2 separate regions of the Rattus norvegicus genome follow, and region 1 is linked to region 2. The links are chromatin contacts, called in public Hi-C maps. All regions are on one chromosome and are shown on one strand. The core of a region is the stretch at or near the end of the contact, and the rest is flanking DNA. Distances in the headings are between cores, read along the strand shown. Region 1 holds the start of Zfp251 (zinc finger protein 251). Region 2 holds the start of Foxh1 (forkhead box H1).

What was found. A called contact is a pair of places that touch in the nucleus more often than the background predicts.
Region 1: a Hi-C map of kidney shows a contact between it and region 2, with 2.2 times the contacts expected there. The contact joins the promoter of Zfp251 here to the promoter of Foxh1 in region 2. A contact is called at or near these places in 3 of 12 Hi-C or Micro-C datasets (kidney, mammary epithelial cells and prefrontal cortex).

Annotation. Positions count from the first base shown.
Region 1 is chr7:110,477,722-110,480,531 of GRCr8, reverse strand. Zfp251 (zinc finger protein 251) reads left to right here and starts at 1,314. Exons shown (of 4, transcript NM_001191911.2): 1 at 1,314-2,070; 2 at 2,301-2,433; 3 at 2,764-2,810. The coding sequence starts at 2,041. It also overlaps a transcript of Zfp7 not described here.
Region 2 is chr7:110,269,316-110,272,355 of GRCr8, reverse strand. Foxh1 (forkhead box H1) reads left to right here and starts at 1,664. Exons shown (of 3, transcript NM_001130493.1): 1 at 1,664-1,938; 2 at 2,203-2,307; 3 at 2,404-3,040. The coding sequence starts at 1,672. Ppp1r16a (protein phosphatase 1, regulatory subunit 16A) reads right to left here and starts at 49. Exons shown (of 11, transcript NM_001130566.1): 1 at 1-49.

The DNA.
Region 1 (2,810 bases), core at 65-2,564, 210 kb before region 2:
GCATATTCCCAAATGTACAGGAGTGCTGCGGCAGGGGGATGGGAGGTATCAGTCAGACAGGCTTCCACCCTGGGTCCAGTTTGTATACTCAATCTCTACAACAGCAGGGTGGGGCAGGCAAGCAGGTTTTTAAGGACAGTGATGCATCCAAGTCATTCTGTTTCAGGTAGCAAGTGAAGCCATGCTTGATAATTATAACAGTACAAACAGTGCTTTAAGTAAACCACTAAATACACCGGCAAGTCACTAACAATTGGTCTTTGCTATTTCACCACTTCACAAAGATTCAGGCCTTAGGTCTGCTCTGGGAGAAGACAATACACCCCAACTCTCTATTCACGACCATTAAATAAAATAGACCATTAAATAAAACACCCGGCCAGCCTCGGGAACTGTTTAGTTACTCTGGTCAGCAGTATCGAGTAAAAAGAGAACCTGCAAACTCAGAAACAGAATCAAAGGAAGCTTTGTAGCCAGGAGGCTACTCAGGAGACCCAGGCAGAAGAATGGAAGAAATCCAAGGCTAGCCAGAGCTACATAATGTCCGTTTGAAAGCAAACAAAGGCTTGTTCTCTTTGGCCTAAATGCCCACAGGTACAATTGAGATTACATCAAGACTACTTTTCCAACAATTTCCACAACTTTTAAAAACATTATATTATGACAATAAACTTTAGGGCTGGAGAGATGGCTCAGCAGTTAACAGTATGTGCTGTCTAATCTCTGACGCTCAAGTTTGTGTGCAGAGTGCGCAAACTATTTTGGGAGAAGATAGTCCTCGGTTTTAAACAATCTTTCTTTGTCCTGCCCAACTCTACCTCCTTTGTTTTACTAAGTACTTATTTTGGAGACGGAGTCTCTTTACATAGTCCAGGCAGTGCTGAAATTCTCTATGTAAACCAGGTTGGTCTCAGAGATGTGCCTGCCCCGCCCGGTCTCTCAAGGTCTGATTTAAGGCTCGATGTTTTGGCTTTTTTTGAGACTGGGCTTGCACTATATTTCACACTGACCTGGAATTCTCAATCCTCTTGCCTCAGTTGTCCAAGCACTGGGCTTACAGACTTGGGTGCCACAAACACCCAGCCAGGGTGTTAGTTACTTAACCTGTGCTTTATTTGCAGCCGAGTACAGATCTTATCTGGTTGATCCAGAGCACAGTCCTGGCTAGCTCTGGCAGCGTCCTGGCGAGCATCTCCGAGTCCCGCCCAGCCCGTGCGTAGGGTCGCCGGTCTCTGAGACCCTAAAGAAGCTCCGGAAGTGCGCGGCGACCGTACCCGCGCGTGCGCAGCTTGGCTGTTCCGCCCCTAGTCAGCAGTCAGCTTGCCCGCTTAGCGCGGGCCAGGCTGGGTGTAGGTGGATGCCTGGTCCAGAGCGCCCTGGCTGAGGTGAGGCTGTCGCTTTGCAGGTGGGCAAGGACAGCCAGCAGACAGCGTCTCGGGCTGGCTGCCTCTGCTTCTGGCCAAGGGCGCTGATGATGCCGCGACACCTGGGAGGAGGGATAGTGGAGGAGGCAGTGGTCGCAGCCAGAGGGGCCACCCAGCAGCGGGAGAACCCGCGGGAGGGACAAGCGGCCGGCGGCGACGCGGCCTTGGGGGGCATGGATGTGAAGAACGATGGCCTTTAGGTTTTGCCCAGGGCTAACCCTCGCCGCCTATTTCATGTCCACTCACACCCGCAACCCTGTGAGGCCTATCGCCGTGAGGCCCGCAGCCTTTTCCAGGCTGGCCCTCTAAGGCTGAGGCGGTGCTATGAGTCCACTCTTGGTGTCCTGGTGCATGGCTGGAACTGCCAACTTGCGCCGTGCTTGGGGCAGTTCTCAGTTTGGATAGCAGCACGGGACAGGTCGGTCACACGCTGGCTCTCGAGGCTTCAGGACACTCCAGAAGGCCACTTCCGAAGCAAGGTCTGTCGTCCTCTTCTGACCATCTGTCCACTGCCCCAGCCGAATGGGGCTGAGTTTGTCTGTTTTCTCTCCCTGAGAGTAAGTTGGAGAGGCCTCAGGCTGGGGCTGCCTCCTGCTTACCACCGATCCCAACCCAGATGGCTGCCAAGTCCTGCTCCCGGACTCCGGTGAGTTATTCCTTCTCTCTAGTGCCCTGTCACAAGCTGTCTCCTCTAGAGCTGTGAAGTGGTCAGATAGTGAAGTTGGAAGAGATCAGGATGCAGACTACTGCCTCTTGTAAGAGTAGCGCTCTGTGTTCAGTTGGGCCTTGCCTGATCCACCAGTCTCAGTTCTGCTACCCCAGCAGGGATCAACAAGGCACACCCCCTGGTGTACTGTTGGCATATTGTCATTCCAGGGTGAGATGCCTCTGACCTTCCAGGATGTGGCTGTGTACTTCTCCAGGGCGGAAGGGCAGCAGCTTAGCCCCCAGGAGCGGGCGCTGTACCGGGATGTGATGTTGGAGAACTATGGGAACGTGGCCTCACTGGGTGAGAACTACCCTGGAGTCCTAGCTTACAGTGGGGAATCTCAGAGGGACACGTAGGCAGGAGAAGGGAAAATCCTGCTCTTGTCCCCAGGTACCAGTCTACGTAGTTCTAGGGACTGTTTTCCTTATTGCCAGTGACTTACAGGGCCATTCCTTTCCCCAGTGTAATGACAGAGGCTGTAGGCATTTGACCTCTCTTGCCCCTTGGCCTCCCCTGACCAGTGTGCCCACGCAGGCAGAAAACCCTATCTAGTGAGGAAGACCCAGCAGACAGGGTTCTGCTCAGTCCCGCAGGCTGCAGCAGCTCATCCAGGGTCCTCACCCTTAACAGGATTCCCAGGCCCTAAGCCAGAGCTGATCTCCCAGCTGGAGCAAGAG
Region 2 (3,040 bases), core at 415-2,914:
TGCCTGAACCGGGCCCGGCCGACCCTGGAGTCCGGCGCTGCTCCAGGCGCCACGGGGGCGGGCCCCGCGCCCATCCTCGCCATGGCAACGCGACACTTCCGGCCCGAGGTGTCCCGAGCGGAAGCCGCGGTGCTGAGTGGGAGTGCTGGGCAGAGCGGCTCCGCAAGGGCGGGGCTATCCCCTGTAGATTGACAGAGGCGGGGTCAGCTCCGGTAGATGATTGGTTGACTTTTTTTTTTTTTTTTTCGTGCTCTATTCAGTGGAATGAACACCTTGACGTCCCGGGTGGGGCGGGGAAGGGCAAGTGTTCAAGTGTTCCCGGAAGGGTGCTCTTTATCCTATTCTTTAATAAAAGGGTAGGAGTCCATGCTTCAAAGCAGAAGCAGCGTTTGGTCAAAAGAGGGAGCAGCGAATACCAGGGAATGGGCAGCAGTTTGGTTGATAGTTGGACCCTGGGATACTGTGGTCAGGGAGAAGCAGCCGTGATGAGGAGCCTTGAATATCAGACTAAGGAGCCAGGCTTTACCTGGAAGCAAGGAAGGACAAACTGGAAAGGGAGACCTCAGGCTTGCGGGACAGAATGACTTATTTAGTGAATAGGTCTGAGGCCAGGGATATTTACCAGGTGAGAGACACAGGAACTCTCAGCTAGACCCTGTGAATAGAAAGCAGAGGGGCAGGAGGTGATAGGATTCCGGGGGAAGACAGATGAGAGCTAAAAAGAAGAATCTGAGATAAGATCACAACCCAGCCAGAGGTAGGACTGTCAGAGGAAGTGAAGTCCCCCTGTGTTCATCCTCCATGTGTGTCCCCACTCCCTCCTGCGCTCATGACTGTACCTTCCTTGGCAAGGGTCTCAGTCCTTTGATAGTATAATCCGGAGGGGCTTCAAGGAAAAGGTGAATTCTCAAAAGTTTTTTTTTTTTTTTTTTCTCGGAGCTGGGGACCGAACCCAGGGCCTTGCGCTTGCTAGGCAAGCACTCTACCACTGAGCTAAATCCCCAACCCCTTCTCAAAAGTTTTTAGTGCCGACGGTCTTGGATTGTTGACTCTAACACCAATCTCTGCCGTCTGTGCCCTGATTCAGATTCTCAATACAAACCTGCCCATTGTAGTAGCCAGGAGAACTTGGGTAAAGTTTAGAACACAGACAGTGACCAGGTCTCTGTATCCTCCTCTTGTTTCTGGGGACAGACTCTATTCCTTTTTGGTCTAGAAAGTCTGTCAGTCTGTATGCCCCCTACCTCATTAAGTTCTGGGCAGACTCCCCACCTAGGGCTTGACTTCTTTTGACTGCTTTGTCTTGAACTCCTGGGAATTCCCCATCCCTCTCTGGGTAGTTTGGCTGGAGAAGTCATTTCCCCTCTGTTAAATGGGAGTTAGAGACCAACCCAGGCAGATACATTACCCTGGGGTAGACTTCTTTCAAGGGCTTTTCCTTCCAGGTTATAGGGGATACCCAGGCACCCAAAGGCAACTTGAGAGTGGAGACTGATTTCAAAGGCCACCAAAAGTCCCTACTGGAATCTTTTCTGCCCTTCCCTCCAAGATTAACTGAAACCTGCTAATTGTGGCTGCCCACACATGTTCCCCTCCCCCACAGCCTCTTTCTCTCACCCCTCCCCCTTTCATCAGAATGATAAAGAAAGAGCCTGGCCTCCCTGTCCCAGCATGGCCTCGGGCTGGGACCTGGCCTCAACTTACAGTCCGACTACCCTGAGCCCCCAGTTGGTCCAGGCTCTGGCCCAGGGCTACATCCCTTGTATGGGGCCTCTCGACAACTCTCAGCTGAGGCCTCCAGAAGCAGAGTCTCTTTCGAAGACCCCCAAGAGGAGGAAGAAGAGATACCTACGGCATGACAAGCCCCCCTACACTTACTTGGCCATGATCGCCTTGGTAATTCAGGCCGCACCCTTCCGCAGACTGAAACTGGCTCAGGTGAGAGAGTCCCTCGTGCTTTGGGGCACCACTTCCCAGACCTGTACCCACTTACTGTAGGCTCACACTTGGCCTCTGCCTAGTCCACTCATCCTTGCTTGTGAGACCAGACCTGAGACTCTTCTCCCACAACCCCCACACACTCTGCTCTCAGGCACAGAAGTCTAATCCCCTAAGAAGGGAAGGCCTGGGGTCGGCTGTAGGAGAGGGAGAGGGTACTACTTCAATCCCTGCCTCACCGCGCCAAATACTGCCTATTTTCAGATTATCCGTCAGGTCCAGGCAGTGTTCCCCTTCTTCAGGGACGACTATGAGGGCTGGAAGGACTCCATCCGCCACAACCTTTCCTCTAACCGGTGCTTCCGTAAGGTGGGGTGGTCAATGATCGAATCCTGGGGGAGGTACGGGCTTGGAAACCCTGAATCTCTCGGTAGAACAGCCACACCCAAGCCAACCACTCTCTAGGTGCCTAAGGACCCTGCAAAGCCCCAGGCCAAGGGCAACTTCTGGGCGGTGGACGTGAGCCTGATTCCTGCAGAGGCGCTGCGCCTTCAGAACACTGCCCTGTGCCGTCGATGGCAGAACCGGGGCACACACAGAGCGTTCGCCAAGGACCTGAGCCCCTATGTGCTCCACGGCCAGCCTTATCGGCCACCCAGTCCCCCACCACCATCTAGGGAGGATTTCAGCATCAAGTCCCTGCTAGGGGACCCTGGGAAAGCATCCACATGGCCCCAGCATCCTAGGCTAGCTGGACAGAGCACTCCAGCTCAGGCAAGCACCTTGTCAAAGGGGGAAGAGGGGATAGGCGCTGGACCCTCTAACGTCTCTGATAAGCCTCTGTGGCCCCTCAGCTCCCTTCCCAGGCCCACAAGAATAGAGGGGGAGACTTCCCAAGGGGAAGTCATCAGGCCTTCTCCCGTTTCCTCAGACCAAGGCTCCTGGCCCCTCCACTTACTTCAGGATTCCTCAGATTCCATGGGAATGTCCAGGAGGGGGAGCAGAGCTTCCTTGTGGGGACAGCTACCCACCTCTTACTTGCCCATCTACACGCCCAATGTAGTAATGCCCTTGGCCACGCTACCCCCTACCTCTTGTCCCC